Regions from separate parts of the Mus musculus genome. Here all the other regions are linked to region 1. Evidence: chromatin contacts called from public promoter capture Hi-C data. All regions are on one chromosome and are shown on one strand. The core of a region is the stretch at or near the end of the contact, and the rest is flanking DNA. Distances in the headings are between cores, read along the strand shown. Region 1 holds the start of Asgr2 (asialoglycoprotein receptor 2). Region 2 holds the start of Ybx2 (Y box protein 2). Region 3 holds the start of Slc16a13 (solute carrier family 16 (monocarboxylic acid transporters), member 13).

Region 1 (4,628 bases), core at 790-3,289:
CCTGCATCCCAGGAAACTAAATACTCACCAGAATACAAAAGCACCCAGCACCCAGCACCCAGCACCCAGCAACACAGAACTCACAGTGCTCAGTGTCCAATTGTTGGTCACAAGACACAATAGAGTAGGAAAACACAAGTCAAACTAGGGAGATGAATAGACTGAGAAAACAGACAGGGGGTTCAGTGATTCAATTCTTGCCTGTATGTGCAAGGCCCTGGGTTCCAATGGCAGTATCACAAATAAATAAGCAATAAATGAACCTATCAAAATGAGATCCCAGGATCTTTCGAACAGGACTCAGAAGTGACACTGATGCTAGCACAGGCAGGATGCTGACACAGATGCTGTGACTGGACCACACACAGGTAAAACATTAGCAATGTGACAGAGATGTAAGTCCCACGTTGCCTGGGCGTGGTAACGCGCAGCTGTGATCCCAACACTCCTGAGGCTAAAATAGGGAGGCTACTTGAGATTCCAAGGCTATAGGGTGAGTTCCAGGAAGCCTGAGCTACAAAGTGAGAAACCCTGTCTTAAAATAACAACAAAAGAAGTCCCAAGTTTCTTCTGAGATGAAACTACATCATCTGGAACACACTGGGTAGCCTGCCCAGGGCAGGATCTCTCTTACCCTAAAACCTTTTTGCAATTATGTGGGGCCTGTGTTCAAAATGTGCAAGAAGATTCAGGCAGGATACAAATGGAAATCACCCAGGATCTCTGTGCTCATTCACACACTCAGCTCATCGCCTTAACACAGTCTGTGGCTCTGCATTCATCCTAGATACAGACATGTACATACATGCACGCACATGCACACATGTACACGCATATATACACATGCACAGTGCAGTCTCGGGGGAGGCTCATCCTCTCAGATACCCCCTCACTTCTAAGCATACACACTTTTCTTGGGACCCTGCACTCAGAGGTATCAGCAGCTCACATGTAGGTCACTGTGTTGGCTAGTTTTATGTCAACTTGACACAAGCTAGTGTCATCAGAGAGGAGGAGGCCTCAAGTTAGGAAATGCCTCCATAGTATTTGGCTGTAACCAAGCCTGTAGGGCATTTTCTTATGAGGTGATTAGTGGGGAAAGGCCCAGCCCATTGTGGGTGGTGCTCTCTCTGGGCTAGTGGTCCTGGGTTCTATAATAAAACAGGCTGAGCCAGCTATGAGGAGCAAGCCAGTAAGCAGCACCCCTCCATAACCTCTGTATCAGCTCCTGCCCCCAGGATCCTGCCCTGTGTGAGTTCCTGTCCTGGATCCCTTTGATGATGAACTTCGATGATGACGAAGCATAAGGCAAATAAGCCCTTTCCTCTTCAAGTCACTTTGCTCATCGCAGCAGTAATAACCCTGAGTAGGACAGACTCGGGAGCACACTGGTCACTGAGTCAGGATGAGAGAGTCCTCACAGAAAAAGAGAGAGGAACTGGCAGCTGAGGCAAGGATCCCAGAGAGGCCCCAGAAACTGGACACTTGCCTTTCCAGTGTGGATTTTCTATCCTAGGATCCTGCACATGAGAGCCATGTTCATCATCGCCACTGAGCTGATGGTCATTCTCCTCAGAGTCCAGCTGCTGGATGTCTTGACAGTCCTTCTCCATGATGGCCCTAAGGGCTGGAGACAGATCTGAGACTGAGCTGAGATTTCCTTAGAGATGGAACTTGGGTTTGTGCTAAGACTGGAATCCCTGTGGAAGGACCGAGGGGACGTGGGTAGCTGACAGGGAAAGACTTGAAATACTGCAGGCTCCTTCCTTCCCAAGAGGTGACCTGGCTCTGCAGCCTTCCTTCCATATTCTCATGGACCAGACTATATGCTCTCATCCCTCCACCCAGAGTCCCTGAACCCAGTACCACCTGCCTCCCACTACCTCAGTTACCTGTTAAAGGTATAGAGAGCTGACTCTGGCTTTCGGAGACAGCCTGAGCCCAAAGAGAAAGAGGGGCTAAACCTGGGAGACGGGACAGGTGGTGCTAGTGGAGCTAGGTGAGAGGGAGGAGGGGCCAATCTAGGCAAGAGCTGGGTCCCTGTGCCTGAATGTCCATCTAACCAGTCACCTCCTGCCCCTGGGACTTTGGACAGTAAATAGAAACAGAAACGCAGTTGGAACTCAGGCAGTGAGCAGTGGGGGTGGGGGACATGTTTCTGTTCTCATAACCAGAGAAGGGAGACAGGAGGTCTCCTTGTATGTGCGGTATCCTTGTATGTACACACGTGCACATGTGCACACATGCGCGCGCACACACACACACACAAACACACATCATCTCTCCCTTCATTGCACAATGTCAGAAGGGGAGCAGGGGTGCAGGTGTGGAGGGGCCAGGATCCAGTCTGCTGTTTCCTCTCTATCCCTCCCTCCCTCCCCTGTTTCAGTTCCTGCCTCTTTTATTTTCCAGAACTGTTGATTTCTTCAAATATCTCTGACCAGGAGTAGAGTGACCTAGAGATCAGTTCCCTGTTCTTGCCCAATCTGAGCCTGTGACCCTGGCAACCAGCCACAGCCACAGCTTCCTATACGCTCAGCACCAGGCTCCCGCACTCCAGCGCACTCCAGCCCCACTCAGTCACACTCCTTCAGTCCTCCCCCAGACCCTCCTCATCCCCCAACCCACACACACACCGCTTTATGTTCTCTCCAAAGAAAGAAAGACTATCAAAACAAACAAGCCAAAGACCAATAAGACCAAAAAAAAAAAAAACCCATAAAAACAACAACAATAACAAACACCACAATGACGTTTCTTTTGAGTTGACAAATTACTCCTGGTCCTGGAGTATGGTGGGTATACCCCATGATGCTCCATTGTAGAAAACTGATTTTCTTTTGCCAATGGATTTGAACCACAAATAGTTTCTTGGTTAGGACTGGGACCCATAGTCCACTCCCTCCTTTTAATGGGGAGGGGTCTGATGAAGAGATCCCACTTAGGACCAAGGGAGCACTCCAAGCCTGTCACTCTCTGAACATTGCTCAGCTGTGGCTCTCTACCTCCACACTTCAGTGCAGAAGTTCTTCAAAATATGGAAGTCATAACCCCAGCACCACACTCAGTCCAGGGACACAAACACCCCTCTTCATGCCCTGCGAGTGCTACACAGGATCTACAAAGGCTGGGAAGATGACTCGGTGGGTAAAGGGCTCTTTCACAAGCATGAGGTCTTGCGTTTGTAACCCAGCTCCTGTATATGAACCAGGCACAGCAGCACACACCTATATTGCCAGCACACTGCAGAAGGGACAGAGAAGGGCAGATCCGTGGGACCAGTGTGGCCAAACAATAAACTGGGTTCAGAGAGACTCTGCCAAAAAAAAAAAAAAAAAAAGGAAGGAAGGAAGGAAGGAAGAAAGAAAGAAAGAAAGAAAGAAAGAAAGAAAGAAAGAAAGAAAGAAAAAGAAAGTAGAGAGTAATAGAGAAAAATACTAAAAATCAACCTCCTGCCTCCACACACACTGGCACTGATGCACATACTCTGCACAAATGTATGCCCATGAGTGCTCACGCGTGCACGCACACACACACACACACACACGCATGCACACACACACATTATCTATATAAATAAGGTTTTCTCATTTAACCCTCACAGCACATCACCCTATGAAGTCAATACATTTGCCTCTGGCAGAAAGGAGATTAGGTGACTTGGAACAGGTAGCTGATACTGTACTCTGGATCTGAAATGTTCCCCCCAAAAGCCATGTGTTAAAGGCTTGGTCCCCAGATTATAACACTATTAGAATATGAGGAAATTGTTAGGATGGAGCCTGCTGGAGGATGGAAGAGCCTGTTTCAGTTTGGGGAGGTGCGCCTTCCCGAGGAGACTGTGACATCCCAGTTCTCTTTCCTCTCTCAATTCAGTCAGGAGCCAAGCAGCCTTGCCGGATGCACGTCCTCTGTCATAATGAACTGCCCCACCATGGGTCCAAATCAATAGAGTGAATTTATCATGGATCGAACCTCTAAAACAAAGAACCAGAATAAGTCAGTTGATTAATCTCAGATACTGTGGTACTGGACCCAGCTCTGACTACCATTTAAAAGCCAGTACTCTGGGCACAAGAGTTGGAGGAAAAGAGTCATTTTTATTCAAAGGCTGGCATCCTGGGCAATGGGAAGTTATTGTCTATGAGAGCCATCTTAGGTAATACAGGTCCATGACATGGCTTTTATGGGTAGGAAAAATTATGGTGGGGACTGTAATAGGCAGAATACATTCTGAGTCACACGTCCAGATTCCAGAGCCATCCTAGTTACTATGAGGGATGCTTTTCTTTTTCTTCTGCCAGAATATCTTTACAATAACAATCATCTTTCATCTCCTAGGCCAGCTCCTCTAATGCTTTAGAAAGTTGGAGAGATGTCTCAGTGTTTCAGAGGACTGGTTTCTCTTCCAGAGGACCCAGGTTGTAGCTCCAACTACCAAGGCCTCTAACAAGCTCTTCTGGACTCCTGAAAGACTGCACATACATGATGCACAGACACACATGCAGGCACAACACCTACACATAAATCATTTTTTTAACTTTAAAATACATACCGTTTTCTGCAAATTAAATGAAATTTATTCTTCTTCTTTTAGTAAATGAACAAAATTCGGCTATGTGTTTTGT
Region 2 (4,628 bases), core at 935-3,434, 160 kb after region 1:
AGGAGCCAGGACAGCGTCACCTTCTACCCCAGAGGCACCTCAGAACCTGCTGGTGCCAGGTCCAACCGTCCCTGGCCAATGTCCCCTTCTCCCTCCAACCCCTGTTGGGGTTGGAAAATTCCACAGGCTCCTTCCTTCTATGTTCAAGGAGGGAGAAAGCAGGGACAGGGACAGGGGTATACAACTGTGAGAAGAGAACACGACATTAGGAGCATTCTGCAACCAGACACAAAGCCTTAGCCGCCCTTAGCCTAGAGAACCACAAGCTCTCCACACAAGCTGAACAAGGGCGAAAGGACATACTCTCAGTCTCTGTCACCACCTTGCCTATGACTCTGGTTTAGTCCCAGGACAGGGGAGAGGAGGACTCCTTGCAGGAAGCTGCCATCCCTAGAACAAATGTTCTAGTTTTAAAGAACTTGGATCTGCACAAAGGTCAGCCTGTAAAGAGGGAACTGAGGCTCCCAGGAGGGCTTGGCTGGGCAGGGTGCCTGAGCAGGGGAAGGCCAGAGTAGGGGGCGGGGGGTGGGGTGTGTGGGGGGGGTGCTGGCTCTACTAGGTCAGAATCTGCTCCAGCCTTTCCCAGAGCTTGGAAGGGGTGGGGCTGCAGCTGAAGCAAAGCCTTCTCAGCCTGGGCAGGCGCTCTCTTGCTCCGCACACACCAGCTTCAGTTCTATCCTTTAGGGGTGGGTGGTGCGTGGTTCAAATGAGCCACAGCTCTTTAAGGGATAGAAGTTGTGAGGGTGCCAGTAGTGTTGCCCTAAACCAGGAAATCAGTGAGGACTCCAACCAGGAGCCCCAAACATTCTACCCCAAAGGCACACAGCATGCTAAAAATAATGCAGCAACTCCAGAAGGTGAGACAGAAGAGCTGGGAAGGTCAGGGGCAGGTTTGCCAAGTTCCTGGATCATTAAGCCTCTGCTGCCCTTGAAGATGTGGGTGCAGCCTCTCCTTGCCAGTAAGCATACATTTGTGTTGTGGTTAAAGACTTTCAACTAGCCTCAGCTGGACATCACAACCATGTGCCTTGGCAGGGGTAGAGATGAAATAAGGTGTCCAATCCCACAGGTCAGTTCGGAAAAAGACACCCGTTCCTCCCCCTCCCTGGGTTCCTCGGATACCTGTTGATGAATCCGTAACCATTCCGGACGTTGAACCATTTGACTGTGCCCAGGACTTGGATTGCTGCCAGGCAGAGATGCAGTGGGGATAGTAAGATGGGGGAAGAGACGGGAGTTGGGCTGAGTTTTGAGAGAAAACTAAGCTAAAACCTAACCTGCCTCCCTAATAAGCTGCGAGTCAACCAGACTTCGCTGGAAGTGTCAAAGTACTCTTAACCCTCTTTCTAAGTGGAAAAACACACAGGGGGGTTTCAGGCTCTCAAACCCACGTTCCTCACATCCTACGGAGTTCAGGTCTTTCACCTAGAACCGGGTACTCACCTGGTCCACCCTCAGGGTCAAAACTCAACAGCCGTTCTAGCCCTCCTAAATTTAAGAGACCCCATCCACCTGCCTCCCAAGCTCAGAGGTTTACCTAACAAGAACCGGAGTCAACTACACCAAGTATCCCGCAAACAGGGGTGTGGCCAGACCCGGAGGTTTTTATTTTCCTACCCAAAGCCTTAGCTGAACCTGCCTGCCCCGCCCTCCGGCTCATGAAGGTGCGGCAAGATTTCCCTCCAGCGGAATCCACTAATAGTTTATTCGGCAGCTCCGGGACTAGTTATGATTAGTCCTTCGGGCCAGGCCTACCTTCGGCTTTCCAGACCCCGCTGCCCCTCCCCCAGCCCGCCGACCCTGAGAGCCGCCCTAGCGCGTGCCCCCCCCTCACCCAGCACCGGCTTGTCCGCCTGACTCCGGGCCGGGGGCGCGGGAGTCCCCGAGGCCGCCGTCGCCTGGTTGCCAGGGGTGCGAGGGCCGGGCGCTGAGGGGGTCCCAGCAGCGGGGCCAGAGGCGGCTCCGCCCCCGCCGCCCGCCCCGCCGCCTGCTTTCTGCGGCTCTCCCGCGGGCACCGGTACCACCACCGCTACCACCCCCGCCGCCGTCGCGGGCACCGTCGCCGCGGGGGCCGCTGTCGCCACCACTGACGCCTCCGCCTCGCTCATCCCGCCGGGTCCAGTACCGGCCCCCGCCGCCACCGCCTCCTCCGCCGCTGCCACCACCACCACCCCGGCCCCTCCCCCCGGCTCGCGGACCGGCCACCCGGCTCGGTCCTCGCGCCCCGAGCCTCGCCCGCACGCCTGCCGCGGGCCCTGAGCCGAGGCCAATCGCAGTCGGCTGAAGCGGCGCGCTCAGGTCCCGCCTCCCGGCCGCCGGCCAATCGTAGCCGCGCAGCCCCCCAGGCCCGCACGCCAGCCCCGCCTCCCGGACTCCGCTCTAAAGCTGCGGCCCCCTCCCGCAACTCCGTAAGTACACCTGAGCCCCACCTCCCCGCCGCCACGTGATGCCCTCGGCCCAGCCCATTGGCTAATGGCTCATTTCCCCTCCCCCTCCGCCCCTTTCCACCGGCCGCGGGAAATCAAACCGGCTGGTGGCGCCTCAACGGCCACCTGGTTTCTGTGCGCAAGGCGGGGCCGGGGCGAGCCTCCAAGGTTGCCCCTGACGACCCGGGTGGGGGTAGCGGCCGGCAGCCGCGGTTCTGCAGTGAGGGGGGCCCGCTGACCTCCACTCTTCAGACGGTCGGTGCCCGAACTCTCCACCCACTACCGCCCTGGGTACCTTCCCACACAGAACGTCCACGCACACTCCAGGGCAGGCACAGTGGCTGTCACAAGCAGAAACCTCTCGTTTTTATGTTTTGAAACAAGGTCTGTGTAGCACAGCCTGGCCTTGAGCTCCTGATCCTCTTGCTTTCGCCTCCCCAGTGCAGCCTTACTGAGTTCGAAGTCAGCTTGGATCATATAGTGAGTTCCAGGACAGTTTGGGCTACACTGAGAGGCAATGTCTCAAGAAATGAGAAAAAAAGAAACAAAGCAACATTTACAGATTTAGAACAAAGCGCAGCTCTTTTCTTAGTTTTAATAAAATATCCATACATGTAGCCAACACCCTAAGATACCTTCTTTATAGGTTATGTATGGTAGATAGCACCTGTAATTCCAGCACTCTGAAAGCCAAGGAAGGAAGATTCACTAGTTGAGGCCAGGTAGAGCTCATGTGTTAAACAAACTAAAGTTCGTTATTTTTGCTCCAGGAAAGTCCTTTTAAGCCTTCTCTGGCCTCCTGACCCTCTTGCCGCAGTTCTGGTGTCTCCCATCAAGTACTTCAGATTTTCTTAGGTTCAGGATTGCAGGACCAGCTTTGTATAAGCTGTTTGCTTAAAACTTGCTATCTTTGCGTCTCGTGGCCGGGGGTGGGAGGAGTGTCTCTTCAAGTATCAACTAACCTATCTTATCGTGACTTTTTAAAAAATATGAAATGGTTTTGACCCTTTATTTCCTTTAATGTTCTGAACACACATTAGGCAGTAAACGCCACAGCAGTAACTCTTTTGTCTCAGCACCTGGAACAACGCATCACCGATCAGAATAAGTGTTGGTTCCCAATCTGCAGACGGCTCTAAGTCACTCTTTCCGAGGGCCGCCTCCTTCACATGAGAGGACATGGGCGACACTAAACAGAGATCATATTTATCCCACTGGGAGTAGCACGAGTGAGCCGCTGAGTTTGTCCGCGCTCCCCAAGTGAGCTCTGGCGGTGCCCGCTACGCGGATAGCCCCGTATGATCTCTCTCCCTGTCCCAGCGCGCCCTCTGCTGGCCTCTCCTGGGGTCCACCTAGTCATAATTTCAACAGCAAACTTGCCCACCGCACCCCTCTGGTCCTTTAAGAGCTGAGGATTGGAATTTTTAGGGCATCAGGCAGAGTGAATACAAAAAGAGAAGAGACAAGAAAAGAACCAAGTCTCCAGGGAGGCAGTAGGTGCGCAGAAATGACCGCTTCCTTATACTGTTAAAGCTTCTAACTCTAACCCTGACCCCGAAAAGAGAGAGATCCTAGTTGAGGAAAGCAATCTCACTGCTGTAACAGAAGACTCAGAAAGGTGTCAAAGGTACGGAGGAGTTCAGATGTGGGCTGAATAATGAGTGGGAGAACGAGAGGAAGCCCACAAGCGGAGGTGAGCCCTTTTTGTATTAAGATTAAGAAACTGGGGGCTGGTGAGATGGCTCAGTGGGTAGGAGCACTGACTGCTCTTCCAAAGGTCCTGAGTTCATATCCCAGCAACCACATGGTGGCTCACAACCACCCATAAAACCACCCATAATGAGATCTGACGCCCTCTTCTGGTGTGTCTGAAGACAGCTACAGTGTACTTATGTATAATAATAAATAAGTCTGCCGGGCAGTGGTGCGCGCGCCTTTAATTCCAGCCCTTGGGAAGCAGAGGCAGGCGGATTTCTGAGTTCGAGGCCAGAACTCAGAAATCCGCCTGCCTTTGCCTACCAAGTGCTGGGATTAAAGGCATGCGCCACCATGCCCGGCAACTATTTTTAATAAAATAAAAATGAGTTGTGGTGGGCTGAAGAGATAGCTTAGTGGTTAAGAGAACTGACTGCTCTTTCAAAGGCCCTGAGTTTAATTCCCAGCAACCACATGTGATGGCTCACAACCATCTGTAATGGGAGC
Region 3 (4,628 bases), core at 566-3,065, 130 kb before region 1:
CTGCCTCTGCCTCCCGAGTGCTGGGATTAAAGGTGTGTGCCACCATGACCAGCGGGAGCTTTTCATTGTATATATCTAATTACCTAATTTATTGCTGTGCATGCATGTGTGGCGTGTGTACGTGTGGAGGTGAGAGGACAACTCTATGAAGTCACTCTCCACTCTCCAGGGAGTTTCAGGGATTGAACTCGAGGCATCAGCTCTGCTTCGCCTGCTCTGCCATCGCTCTAGCCCCTCTTTGGGCTTCTGAGGCAGTCTTGTATGTAGCTCAGGCTGGTTTCAAACTCGACTCTGCCTCCTAAGCACCAGAGTAACAGGAACATGCCAACACAGCCAAGTTCCTTAAGATCGGATCTCACTAAATTGCCCAGATTAGCCTTTACCTCAGTCTGAAGTCCCAGCATGCCTTAAGCTTGCTACCCTCTTAGCCCGGTCTCAATAGCTGGGGTTGCAGACAGGCCTTATGTGTAGTGTTTTGCCTACATGTATTTAAGTGACCCAGATGGGTACATGCCTGTGGAGGCCAGAAGAAGGTGTCAGATCCCCTGGAACAGTGCGGGAGCTGACAAGACCTGAACCTTGTTCCTCTGAAAGAACAACAGCAAGTGCTCTTAACTGCTGAGCCATCCCTCCAGCCCCTACAGTGTGATTTCTTAAAAGCATAACTTCTTATACCATCCCCCTCTCGTTTGCCTCTTTCCCCATTGTTCTGCATATGAATTCCCAGCCCAAGGTTTCAAAGGTCAGAGTCCTGGGGAGCCTGAGGTACCATAAAAGAAAAGCCCAAGTCTTTGCTCTCAGGAGGTGAGGGGGCAGTGCCTCTAGAGCTCTGGTTAGATAAGAGGCTGACTGCTCCAGAGACCAGGGTCATAGCTTGCCTCTCTCAAGGTGTTCAGCATAAGATAAAAAACAAAACAACTGGTTAGGAAGTGGCCAGTACTAGAAGGCTAAGAGAAAGCTTCCAGCACTGCTGAGGAAAAAGTAGGTGGTAATGGGGGACTCTGGTGGTGTGACAGCCGCCCTTCCTCTTCTCAGTTATTTTTGGTCTCAGTGACCTGCTAGTTTCCTGCTAGTGGGGTCGGAAACGGCAGGAAAATAATTCTCATTACAGAAACGAATGCCAGGACTCCGGGTCGTCACCGGTCCTCGTTCCCCGCCTCCCCGCTTTATAACAGCAATACTGGGAATTGAACCAGGACCAGTTCAATGGGTCCTGTAACCCCCCTTTTAATTATGTAAAAAACAAAAACACAAAGAAAAACAAAATTGAGACGGAGTCTAGCTAAATTGCCCACGTTGACCATGAGCTTGCCTCTGCCTCCCGAGCAGCTAGGATCACAGTCTGCGCGTTCCTGTCTTCCCTCTTCCTCCGCCGCCCTCGGCTCAGCCGTCTAGAATTTTCAGGGCTTTTCTAGTCGTCCCAGGTGCTCTGTCAGTTTGACTCTTACCTCATAACCTGTCCCTTCATACCCACGCTGCATGGCAATTTTTGGATCCCTCACTAAGCAAGTGAGTTTCTGCCTGGCCAGGACCAGTTTATCCACAACCAGCCCTTTGATGCAAGTCTGGAAATGTGATTGCAGAACCGCAGAACCCTCAGGGTTAGGTCCCTTGTCACGTGGGACCTATCTTCCTCATGCCCCTCCCTACGCATGCGCCCCTCTCTCACTGCAGGTCCTGAACAATGCTGTAAACCCCGCCCAGCCCCTCCAGATCCACCCCCTGCTCTGGAGACCTGCATCCTAATTGGCGAACCAAGTGTTGGATGTTGGCCCACTTAGGCAGGTGTTAAATCCTCAAAGATAACATAATCCACAACCAGACTACCTCTCGTTAGGGTTGTGGCCCGAACCTGGTTTTATTTTCTGACCACTAAAGAAATCATCTGGCTGGAGTCTGGATCTCAGCTGCGGTCTAACCCGGCCCTGTGTCGGTGGCAGGTCCCGGTTTATAGGGCCTCCTTCCTCTTGGGGAAAGGCGCAGGCGCCACATGCTTTATCAGTAACTTCCTAGCTACCAGCCCCAGCTTAGCGCTGAGCGTCCTGCAGGGTAGGTGGGAGGGCCAAAGTGAGCGATTTAAAGCCCAGATCAGGCAGGGGCTCTTAGGAGTTGCCCCTTTGTTCCTTTCGGAATGGTGCGCAGGGCTGAGCCCCCCGACGGGGGCTGGGGATGGATGGTGGTGCTCTCAGCGTTCTTCCAGTCGGCGCTCGTGTTTGGGGTACTCCGTTCCTTCGGTGTCTTCTTCGTGGAATTTGTGGCGGCGTTTGAGGAGCAGGCAGCCAGAGTCTCCTGGATCGCTTCCATAGGGATCGCGGTGCAGCAGTTTGGGAGTGAGTGCGGCGTCCGGGTGCGGTGGCCTGCCACCCTCGGAGAAAAGAGGGAATTTGGGGACCAGAAAGGGGAAAGGGTCGGGAGGATGCTGAGGGAGGGTGGCGGAGACCACCTCGCAGAACCCATTCCAATTCCCTAGGCCCAATAGGCAGTGCCCTGAGCACGAAGCTGGGGCCCAGGCCTGTGGTGATGACTGGGGGCATCTTGGCTGCGCTGGGGATGCTGCTTGCTTCATTTGCTACCTCCTTGACCCACCTATACCTGAGTATTGGGCTGCTGTCAGGTGAGACCCTGGGCAAGGGCAGAAGTCTAAGGCCTGTATCTCAAGCTTCTGGGTTTTTCACCTTCTTCCACCTCTTTCCAAAAAGGCTCAGGGAGAACCTATGCCCTGAAGGGAATTCTTAAACTGAATGACTAAGTCAGAGATAATCCAGAAAACACAAGCCCAAACCCATCGGACTGGAGGGTAGAAGGGAGGTTGTTATTAAGATTGCGCTAGGTAGAGACCGAAATAGATATCATTGCTTACTTAAAAAATTAATAGTGACGCTTTCGATGCTTACATACCCGGGCAATGGAAGATTAATGTAGCCAAAAACAGTAGAGATGGGGCTCTTATTCCAAAGTTCTGTGTTAGGTACTTTAGGAACACTATCTTTTGTCTTCCCAGATCCCATAGAGCAGCGGTTCTCAACACGTAGGTAGCGATCCCGTTGGGAGAGTTGCTCAATTCTTTCATGGGGGGGGGGGGTGGTCACATAGCAGATGCTCTGACTTCAGATATTTTCATTACGATTCGTAACAGTAGAAAAAATACAGTTAGGAAGTAGTAATGAAAATAATCTTCTGGTTTGGGGGAGGAGGGTCACCACAACATGTATTGAAGAGTCAAAACATTAGGAAGGTCAGGACCCACTGTTATAAGGTGTGTTAACCCCATTTTGCAGATGAGGTGGTTGAGCCTGGGAGAGTAAGCAGAACACACAAAGTCACACAGCTAGAAAGTGTTAAAACCCAGCACTGTGAACACCCAGGTCTGTGGGCGTGCAAAGCAGGGGCTAGTCTGCTCCAAGGTTGTGCTGGGATTACTGGGTGTTCTGAGCACCTCCAAAGCCCACAGCCTCCCGCCTTGTTCTCCTTTTGACAGGCTCTGGCTGGGCCCTGACCTTCACTCCGACCATGGCCTGCCTTTCCCGTTACTTCTCTCAGCGTCGATCTCTGGCCATGGGGCTGGCCCTGACTGGAGTGGGCATCTCCTCTTTTGCATTTGCCCCCCTCTTCCAGTGGCTGATCAACAACTATGCCTGGAGAGGGGCCCTCTTGCTAGTGTCTGCCCTCTCACTACACCTGATGGCCTGTGGTGCTCTCCTCCGCCCACTCTCCCTGACTGAAGACGCTGCTGTGGGTGGCCCTGGGGCCCAGATCACCTCTCTCCTCCGCCATGGTCCCTTCCTCCGATACACTGCTGCCCTCACCCTGATCAACACTGGCTTCTTCATTCCATACGTCCACCTGGTGGCCCATCTGCAGGACCTGGGCTGGGACCCACTGCCTGCGGCCTTCCTACTTTCAGTGGCTGCTGTTTCTGACCTCGTGGGGCGCGTGGCATCTGGTTGGCTGGGAGATGCAGTCCCAGGGCCTGTGGCCAGGCTTCTGATGCTCTGGACCACCCTGACTGGGGTGTCACTAGCCCTGTTTCCTGTTGCTCAGGCTTCCTCAACCCTGGTAGTCCTGGCTGTGGCCTATGGTTTCACATCAGGAGCCCTGACCCCAGTGGCCTTCTCCGTGCTTCCTGAACTGGTGGGGACTGGAAGGATTTACTGTGGTATGGGACTGGTGCAGATGATCGAGAGTATCGGCGGGCTGCTGGGGGCTCCTCTATCAGGTAAGAGAAGTGGGGTTGCCAGCTGGGCCGGGGATGTCATGTTGTCTAGTTGGGGGAAGGAACTAGTTCCACAATGGTATGTGTTAATGGTGCCCTCTAGTATGTAAACAGTGTACCGCCTGCATAGCCAATCATAACAGTCCTAAAGTGAGTTCACAGGAGGACAGAACTTGGGTCTAAGAAGGTCTGAGTGGGAAGACAACAGTGAAACTTCAGGCTTGGTTTTCAGAAGACCTGGCTTGGCCTAACTTGTCAGTGTCTTATCTTTTCCTTTGGCCCAGTGGGCCCCTACCCAAATGTCTGAAACGTCTGGTTAAAGTTCGCTGTGCTCAAGATGCCAGAACCTTCTGATCTTTAACATCTTCCCCTTAACTATTAACTGAAGGCTTAAAAGGTCCACTGTTGCCAGAAC

Evidence for each region. Capture Hi-C pulls out chosen DNA fragments and counts their contacts.
Region 2: a contact with region 1 is called in a promoter capture Hi-C map of liver. The contact joins the promoter of Ybx2 here to the promoter of Asgr2 in region 1. A contact is called at or near these places in 4 of 39 promoter capture datasets (embryonic stem cells, macrophages and stem cell-derived epiblast-like cells), 1 of 15 datasets of contacts at CTCF or cohesin (embryonic stem cells), 6 of 484 Hi-C or Micro-C datasets (the Ba/F3 cell line, embryonic stem cells and rod photoreceptor), 3 of 115 datasets of contacts at active chromatin or transcription factors (embryonic stem cells, memory CD8 T cells and pancreatic cancer cells) and 2 of 9 other capture datasets (adipose tissue and liver).
Region 3: a contact with region 1 is called in a promoter capture Hi-C map of adipose tissue. The contact joins the promoter of Slc16a13 here to the promoter of Asgr2 in region 1. A contact is called at or near these places in 17 of 39 promoter capture datasets (the C10 cell line, the HPC-7 cell line, HPC-7-derived erythroid cells and 10 more), 3 of 484 Hi-C or Micro-C datasets (bone marrow-derived macrophages, embryonic fibroblasts and nephron progenitors), 15 of 115 datasets of contacts at active chromatin or transcription factors (bone marrow-derived macrophages, craniofacial prominence, embryonic forebrain and 10 more) and 4 of 9 other capture datasets (adipose tissue, liver, macrophages and 1 more).

Annotation. Positions count from the first base shown.
Region 1 is chr11:70,090,055-70,094,682 of GRCm38.p6, reverse strand. It overlaps Asgr2 (asialoglycoprotein receptor 2), which reads right to left and starts at 2,039. Exons shown (of 9, transcript NM_007493.3): 1 at 1,893-2,039; 2 at 1,490-1,627. The coding sequence starts at 1,613. It overlaps Gm32946 (a long non-coding RNA gene), which reads right to left. Exons shown (of 4, transcript XR_879978.1): 3 at 4,556-4,628; 4 at 3,418-3,977.
Region 2 is chr11:69,933,455-69,938,082 of GRCm38.p6, reverse strand. Ybx2 (Y box protein 2) reads right to left here and starts at 2,184. Exons shown (of 9, transcript NM_016875.3): 1 at 1,835-2,184; 2 at 1,123-1,186. The coding sequence starts at 2,108.
Region 3 is chr11:70,218,181-70,222,808 of GRCm38.p6, reverse strand. Slc16a13 (solute carrier family 16 (monocarboxylic acid transporters), member 13) reads left to right here and starts at 1,815. Exons shown (of 4, transcript NM_172371.3): 1 at 1,815-2,330; 2 at 2,471-2,614; 3 at 3,479-4,216. The coding sequence starts at 2,132.